2 separate regions of the Hordeum vulgare genome follow, and region 2 is linked to region 1. A link is a contact called in public Hi-C data. All regions are on one chromosome and are shown on one strand. The core of a region is the stretch at or near the end of the contact, and the rest is flanking DNA. Distances in the headings are between cores, read along the strand shown. Region 1 holds the start of LOC123413618 (protein JASON-like). Region 2 holds the start of LOC123412906.

What was found. Hi-C and Micro-C count contacts between places; a contact is called where the count stands out from the background.
Region 2: a contact with region 1 is called in a Hi-C map of seedling, with 2.7 times the contacts expected there. The contact joins the promoter of LOC123412906 here to the promoter of LOC123413618 in region 1. A contact is called at or near these places in 2 of 6 Hi-C or Micro-C datasets (leaf and seedling).

Annotation. Positions count from the first base shown.
Region 1 is chr7H:596,647,953-596,652,140 of MorexV3_pseudomolecules_assembly, reverse strand. It overlaps LOC123413618 (protein JASON-like), which reads right to left and starts at 1,871. Exons shown (of 8, transcript XM_045106556.1): 1 at 1,610-1,871; 2 at 1,437-1,497; 3 at 1,246-1,322. The coding sequence starts at 1,744.
Region 2 is chr7H:596,923,468-596,927,793 of MorexV3_pseudomolecules_assembly, reverse strand. LOC123412906 reads right to left here and starts at 1,710. Exons shown (of 17, transcript XM_045105868.1): 1 at 1,065-1,710. The coding sequence starts at 1,691.

The DNA of each region.
Region 1 (4,188 bases), core at 622-3,121:
ACATGAAAATTCAAATGAGGATAGAATAAACGCCTTAGTTCTTGGAATAGTTTACATATTCCCAATATCTGAAAACTAAGTCAGGTACTGCCAGAACGTAAAAAGGAAACAAATGCAGAGGATAAAACTATAATATGACAGAACAGACTGTACATGTGGCTGCAGATCAATAATATCAGCATCAGTGAGCCAATGAGATAGGACTAGGAGCGATGAAAAATTCTGGACTAAAACCATATGTTCCAATGCTTTGTTTACTGTATTTCTGCAAATAACTAGTTGTTGGTTTTCTATGCTTATATGTTATGACCAAATGAACTGGAATTTTCATGTAATGGGTATATATATGGTCAATCATTCCTTTGATATGTTCTGGTGAAAAATAGAACCTCCAGTGTTCTTTTTTGACTGCACGAAAGCAAATGTGCAGCTGGGGTAGCTAATATACCCACAGCTGTTTGTGCATTTGCACATATGTGAAGTATATCTGTAAAATATTACTCCCTCCGTCCCAAAACAAGCAAGTCACCAGAACATATCAAAGGAATGATTGACCATATATAATACCCACTACATGAAAATTCCAGTTCATTTGGTCATAACATATAAGCATAGAAAACCAACAACTAGTTATTTGCAGAAATACAGTAAACAAAGCACTTGTCATCGAAAATTATATGCCACAACTAGTAGTTACAGTGTGATGTTGGGTAAACATAAACCACTCATATAATGCTCAACAGAGAACTACAAGCACAATCAAATTCAATATAAACTGCTACCTTGTAGCAGATGGAAACCTAAAGGTAACACACATTGCAACCAAAAAATGAACCTTTAAAATGATCCGTCGAACTACAATGGGACCGTCAAAAAGGTCTTACACAGACATTCCCCACATGTGTGACACAGAAAAGGGACATGGGTTCATTCAGTTATTAGCTACTGCGTAAACTTAATAGTATCTCTCCATCTAAACTGTCCACATACATTGTGCGCTGTGGGGAAATACAGTAACACATATGTAGTCACAAGATGAGCCCGGAACTACAATCTGAAGTCACAGTAAGCAAGCGCGCACCCACCCACCCCGCATCGGTGACCCAAAAATGGGACATGGATTCACCTACCTGTCAGCAGGCACCGTGTAAACTTTAATCTCGATCTACATCTAAACCATCCACACACACACACACATCACGCGCATTGCAGAAACAGCATATTCATCAGTGTCATCGCACATACCTCTCGCCTAAGCTCCTCATCAGTGTCATCTCCGTCTGCAAGCAGCTGCTCGTTGGACCCGGTGCTCTCCGCAAAACCTGAAACAACACCACGCACGCATCGAAACGAACGGCGCAGAGGTCAACCACAGCACACCGGACCAAACCAAACCAAACCATACCGCGAAATCACGAATCTGACCGGGCACCTACCTTTCTCCTCGTCCGAGGCCCGGAGCGCGTCCCCTCCCCGGTCCTTGTGCACGGGCGGATCCTGCGCAGACGCGAACGCGCCGGAAAAAATAAATAAATCGTCGCCGCCTGGGCCAGGAGCACGGAAGAATCGAGGGGCCGCAGGAGGGTGGGGGAGGTAGGGTTTGGCTTACCCGGTTGGCGGAGGCGGGGCTGTCGGGACCGGGGCCGGGGCGGCGGAGGCGGAACCAGGAGAGGAAGCAGTCGACGAGGACGGCGTCGAAGAAGGCCACCACCGCCCTCACCAGCGCCTCCGCGCACCCGCACATCGCGCCCCCCGCCGGCGGCTAGGGTTCCGCTACCGCCGACTCGCCGCGGGATCGGGGACGGGATGGGGACGGACGGACGGAGGAGGCGGCCGTTCGAAATGGGAGACACGGGGGACCGGAAAGAGGTAGCCGTAGTGAGTGAGATGAGATAAACTCGAATGAGCCCGGGGCGACGGGCCAGGCTCTTCGAGTCTCGGCCCGGTCAGTCAGCAGGGCTGCTGCTTCGTGTCCATCGCGGCCCGGACCGCCTCCTCCGTCACTGGGCCGTCGTGCCGTGGCATTAATCAGCCTGGGCCACGCTCGGGCGACGAACGAACGGGTCTCGCGAGGGGTGGCGCGATGCGAACGTGATTTGAGCTGACCGCGGTGGTGGATTCGGGTGGGACAGAAGTCGGCGTCGGGAATGAGCGAGGGACACTGTAGGCACGAAGAAAATGGGTTCCTCCGACGCCGACTGTTCGCCGGCCGCGGGGATTTTCCTGCGGATTCCGGCGACGAGCTCCTTGAAGAAGATGTGGCTGCGAGATAGGGCTTTGGCGCCGCCTCATTGACATTGGCACCAATAAGGCCATAAGGGGGAAGGAAGTTGCGTGGGGATCCGTTCAAGTTACTTGTCAATTAACTCGCCTTCTTCCTGCCTTCTTCCCGCCTTCCCGGGTTTTCACCCGGAAGCGGGGTAAATGGGGTAAATGGTGTAGATCACATGTTTCATGCATATGACCGGTTTCTCTTCGTGCGTCATGCCGGTATTTGAGTTTTATGCGCCGATCGACTAGTTGCTCTAACGCGTAGTATACGATTTGATGCATCGACTAGTTCATCAAAGATTTTTTACAACACGTCAAAGCGGACCACACAAATGTATATAGATGTTTTGGTTTGTCGTCGACAGATCCAATCGCTGAGGTAAAGTCTGGCCTCCCCTCAAAGCTAATCATGTGAGCCGATATTGTTTTCATAGTGAGAGGGGCTATATTTTTTGGACCGTGGTCCAAAGACCTCCCTCTATATTAAATAAGCGGAAGAGAGTTGTCTAATAATTAGTGATAACCCACACCATGAACACTTAGTCCACAAACAAATAGTACCCTCGACTGACCATCTTATCTTACAAACATGATCACGAAAGGAGCAATTTTTGATATTGACGAGGCTAAGTTGCCTCGTTTAGTACTACTAGCAAAAAGGCCCGTGCGTTGCAACGGGATATAAAAAAGTATGCATTAATCACTTAAAAAAACCATGTATTGATCATTTATTGTCCACGGTCCTATCAAACGCGACCACCTAATTCGGGTCCCCGTGCCGAATGCCAAGGAGAAGAAGATGATTGAGACAAAAGAAAAAGGAAAGCTGATGGTCGTTGTTCTTTTTAGTGAAAGCGTGCGATGGGGTCGGCCTCATCCACTTCTCCCCGTCCTCATCTAGACACACTTGCGCCCTTGCCGACAATACCAAACTGTAGCCCTAGCCAGCTCCATCCACCCTCCGCCACAGGGTTTTTCAGCAAGGGAAAGGGTAAGCTCACCCAGGTGCAAGCTCTTCGCTGACGCCGTCGTCACCTCCCGCGGAGCAAGAGACGGCCTATCTCCTGCATTGGAAGTCATGCCATCTAGCGGAGGAGTGTGTCCACGCTGAGCGGATTTAAACATAGGCTAACGTTTGACCTGTGTTTTAATGTTTAATTATCGTTATTTAGGCTTTTATAATTCTATGGTTTTACTCCGTATTTAAAAATTTGTGTCGAGGCCTACGTGGATGCATGCATCGATCCAAGTGAAAAACGGACATCAGCGTTTGTTCGGCTGATCCAAACGGATAAAAAATAAACGTTTAAGTCGGGATGTTAGAGTTTCAGTCGAACACTCGCACACAATCCAACGATCTTTTTAAAGAAAAACAAACATAATTCAGCGGATGAGCACATAAAAAAAATTGCAGTTGGTACATCCAACATCTTTCGATGGATGTACATCTAGCAAGAACGATTGATTAAAAAAAGAAATAGCAATAAGCACTAAGGGACCGGATGGTTATTAGAAGAGCCGGTTTTGGGCCGTGGCTTCTGGGATGGGGTAAATCCCCACCGAGACGAGCTACTTATCCACAACATTGCCATTCCTCCGCCTCCATCTTCCTCCTTCTGCTAGAGAAGAGAGCAGCGCTCCGCCCCTGAGTTCCCCATCCTGCTCGAGGGCCTTGTCGCTACCCCCGTACCCCGGCCATGGCGGGCCGACCTGCTCAAGGCCGCCGCCGTCACTCCACCACCGTTTCATTTTTCTTCTTTTGTTTCTTCAGATTTAGTTGGCTTCATCTCTTCTCCCGCTCGAGGCCGCCATCGCAGCTCCATCACCGACGCCAGCTTCCTATTCGGCGCGATACCTTCGGCGTGAGGTGGCCCCGAGGCTGCATTGAGCTCTCGCCAGCGGCTCTTCCTCGGCTGC
Region 2 (4,326 bases), core at 461-2,960, 280 kb before region 1:
GAGGAGAACTGTGGGTAGGACACACTAAATTGTCCAGGCCAAAAGTAACCTACTTGTGGTCGAACCTATTGTGGAATCTATTATTAAAAGCACTCCTACACAGGATTTACGAAAAGCAAACCATTTGAGTCAACAAGGACTCAAAGTTGTTTTCAATAAATGATTGGTTTGTGATCAGATCTTTGGTTTGTTCAACCTAGTAACAGCAACATGATAATCATCCCTGATGCATTGGTTATGAAAGAGTGTATGGAGCGTCTATGCTTGTAATTCACAAAAGAATGCACATTTTGGCAAGCAAAGTCAATCCGTCGTTTGCCAAATAGTTTAATTATGCAAGTGCCGATATTTTAGCAAAAAGTCATTTCCACCCTCTAAACATGCATTACATAAGCAGAATGCTAGAATGTTTGATATGATCTTTCCAAAACAATATGTAAAGCATTAAGGGTGAGTCTTTTGTTATCTGACAAAATATATCAGTGAACTCACTCTTTTCTTAAATAACTAACATAATCTTCCAATCCATCCTCCACTAGAGCCTCCCAGACAGAACGCTGCACAATTAAATCATGGATCCAAGGGCAGTATATTTGTGCTGTTTAGCTTTTTCTGGAAGGTTTTTCTCAGAGTCTACTTTACTTAAAACAGCTGATTTCAAATATGATGACAATAAGTGAATAACATTCTAGGCATGCAATTCCCATCACTTTTGTGTTTTTCTTCCTCAAGCACATTCAGCCAACATTACTTCTTTCCATGCAAAAATGGCAATTAGCTACCCAGAATACATGGATGCTGCCTCTACCACCCCATAAAACGAAAATTAGTCCTATTTAACTCACCTATACATCCTAATTAGACCAGATAGCAACACAATTCATACAGTCATGTACAATAAGAAGCAAATGTGTTACTAACAGATAAAACTTTGCACTTTGCATGTACAAGCTATATAGCCTGAAATTAAATGCATACATACAACTGAGACAAGCATCGACCATGGAACTCCATAGCCATGAACGAAAAAACATGTCGAAACGCAGTGCGGGAGGGCATATTACCAGCGCCTTGGCACTCTTCCCGAAGAAGGCTCCCGTGATCCTTGCTCTCACCCGGGGCTCCAGCCGCATCCACCAGTCCACATACCCCTTCTCCCTCCAGAAGGCCGTGGAGGCGAGCCCGGCCTTCTCCTTGACGCACCTCCCGACCCTCAGCGCCTTCTTCCCCCCAGCGCCGCCTCCCCCGGCCGCCGCCCAGGACATCCGCAGCGCGATCTCGACCCAGTTGGCGACGAGCTCCTCGATCACGTAGTACCCCTTGGCTTTCAGCCAGGGCAGCTCGGGGAAGTCCTGGGACGCCAATGCGGTTAAATCCAGCTCGCCGTCGCCGGCGCCTGCGCGGAGGAAGGCCCCGGCGGAGATCTCGTCCATGGCGGCGACGAAGGCGTCGAGGTCGGCCAGGAGGGGCTCGGCGAGCGTGAGCGCATCGGGGGTCGGGGAGGCGGGGGTGGCGGTGAAGAGGAGCGCGCGGGAGAAGAGCAGGTCGTGCGCGCGGGAGGCGGCGGCGGCGCGCGCGAGGAGGCCCCGGGAGAGGCGCGAGAGGACGGTGGGGGATGAGGGGTCGGAGGGGGCCGGGTCGGCGAGGACGAAGAAGGAGGAGTGGCCGCGGAGGCGGAGGCGGCGGAGCATGGAGAGGAGCGCGGCCGAGGCGGACGGGGGCAGGAGGGCCGTGCAGGCCGCCGCGCGCGCCGGCGGCGGGAGCGCGGCCAGCCAGCGCAGGATCGCGGCGCGCGGGGAGGGGGAGGCGGAGGCGGAGGGGCTGCTAGGGTTGGAGGCGTGGTAGAGGGAGAGGTGCGCCGTGAGGGCGTCGACGAGCTGGCGCGCGGTGCGCGGCGACGCGAGGGCGGAGGAGGAGGCGGCGGCCATGGTTGGTCGGAGCCGCGGGGTGTGTGTGTGTGTGTGTGTCCGTGTCTCGGTGGCCGGTCGGAACTCGGGGAATGGGGAGGAGCCGCCGCGCCGCAGCCGCACCGCACCGCACCGCTTTTTCTTTATGATGGCGGTGTGACTGTGTGATTCTGTTGTGCGGAGATAGTGGCCATGTTTTTCTTTGTCGTGTTTGGTCCTTTTAGAGCAATCCAACTCAGCGATCCATTTTATTCATTTTATTCGTTTGGGTCATTCGACACAAAAACTGGTCCAAGGGATGACCCAAATGAACGCGCGTGTCCGTCTGGTGTTCGCTTGTTGTCCATCCCGATCTAAACTGGAAGCAAAATTAGGTTATAAATGGATCCGTGACGGACAAAACTGGGCGCTCCCGTCGTCCGCTCCTCCCCTCTCGTGTCCGCCCTGGTCCCACCTATCAGCGGTCCGCCACTCCCCAAGGCCGCTACATGTGGTGTGGGGGCGCGACGGTCGCGCGACAGAGCAGCGCGAGATCGAGAGGGGGAGAGGAAGCAGTGGATTTATGCGCGTGCATCTCGTACCTTCAGGCCCATGTCGACGAACGGGCGGACGGATCGAGCGTCGGCTGTGGTTCGTTGGCTGCTCCACTGGCGATGTGTTCAAGGCGAGGCGGGGCGAAGGGGGCTGGGTTGGGCTGCCTCTGGTGCGTACGCCGTCGTTTATAACGATGGGCGGGGGCGAGGGGCGGAGGGAGGTTCGTTCCTCTAGGGGACTCGTGCTCGCGCCAGATGCGTGTCGGGATCGATCTCGGCCATCCGGTCCGGCAACGCGAGGGAGGCATGCGCTCGGCCGTCCCCGCGAGGTGCGGCCCGGCCCTGAGCACGCGCAGGTCGGCAGTGATGCTAGCGTTGGCCCTGGGAGAGAGCGAAAGGAACAACAGGGCGGGGTCGTCCGCTTTTTTGCATCTCGTGCGTTGGGTTCGTCCACAGGCCGCGCGTGTCCGCCTCATGTCCGCTAGACGGACGGACGACCCAAACGGACAAAAGTGTTGGAAATATGCCCTAGAGGCAATGATAAAATAGTTATTATTATATTTCATGTTTCAAGATAATCGTTTATTATCCATGCTATAATTGTATTGAATGAAAGCAAAGATACATATGTGGATATATAGACAAAACAATGTCCCTAGTAAGCCTCTAGTTGACTAGCCAGTTGATCAAGGATGGTTAAGGTTTTCTAACCATATGCAAAGTGTTGTCACTTGATAACTGGATCACATCATTAGGAGAATCATGTGATGGACTAGACCCAAACTATGAACGTAGCATATTGATCGTGTCATTTTATTGCTATTGTTTTCTGCATGTCAAGTATTTATTTCTATGACCATGAGATCATATAACTCACTGACACCGGAGGAATACCTTGTGTGTATCAAACGTCACAACGTTACTGACACTGGGCTCGGCGAAGTCGCATGGTCCTGCATGTCACGTGGGTGATGCACGTTATGCCAAGCGACAACAGGAGGCGTGCCAGCAGGAAACGGATGAGAAGGTTGTCCTTTTTTGTGCTAAGGGAGCAGGGCCACCGCCAGTTCCCAAAGCAATCCCTAAAGGTTTCCCCTTCAGTGCAAGAAGACTATGACGGGAGGATCGCCAAGGCGGAGGTCAACCCCGAGCCCACCAACGCGTCATGGCAGGAAGCTTTTGCAGGCGAAGACCACTTTTGTCAGGGTAGGCTGCAGTCTTGTCCCCCTTCAAACTGGTCGTTGTGGCAACCCTTCCCGCCTTGTTTCCGAGGGAAGAGGACCGTGGTCAGTGTAAGAGAGGGCAGGCTGCCACCGTAGAAGGGATCAACCCCAACACTAGGAAGAACTGACCCTTGTACTATCTCTCTCTCTCACCCTCAAGCAATCCACACAAGTAGGAGTAGAGTTTTACACCATGAGCTGGCCCAAACCTGGGTAAACTGTCATGTTCGCTATTCTTCTTCCTTAGACCCAACACGCTGGAGTGTCTCCGTAAGGTCGCGAACTAGAGTAGGGCGGGAGAACCCGCGCACACCAGAGTTCGAACCTCTTCGGTCCCTGGAGCCCCGATTCTGATATTTGGCATGCGGGGTAGGGATGCGCTGTGTTCCTGCTCCATTTTGGCTCCAGCTTCGCCAACTCAATGGCTGACGCTCACCGCGTGCGTGCCGAGCACTAAGCGGCCCGCGTCGCCGAGTTCGCGCCTATTTGCCACAACGGCGACGGTCGCTGTCACTCCGCGATGTTGGGGCTACTGCCGCCATCAACCCGGCTGCGTGCGAGAAGCAGGACTCCTCCATGCATCCTTCGGTGCAGCGGGACAGCCGCACCGCTACAGCATCCTCCGCCCACGCCCGCCTGGAGCATGTGAACACGCAGGTCGCG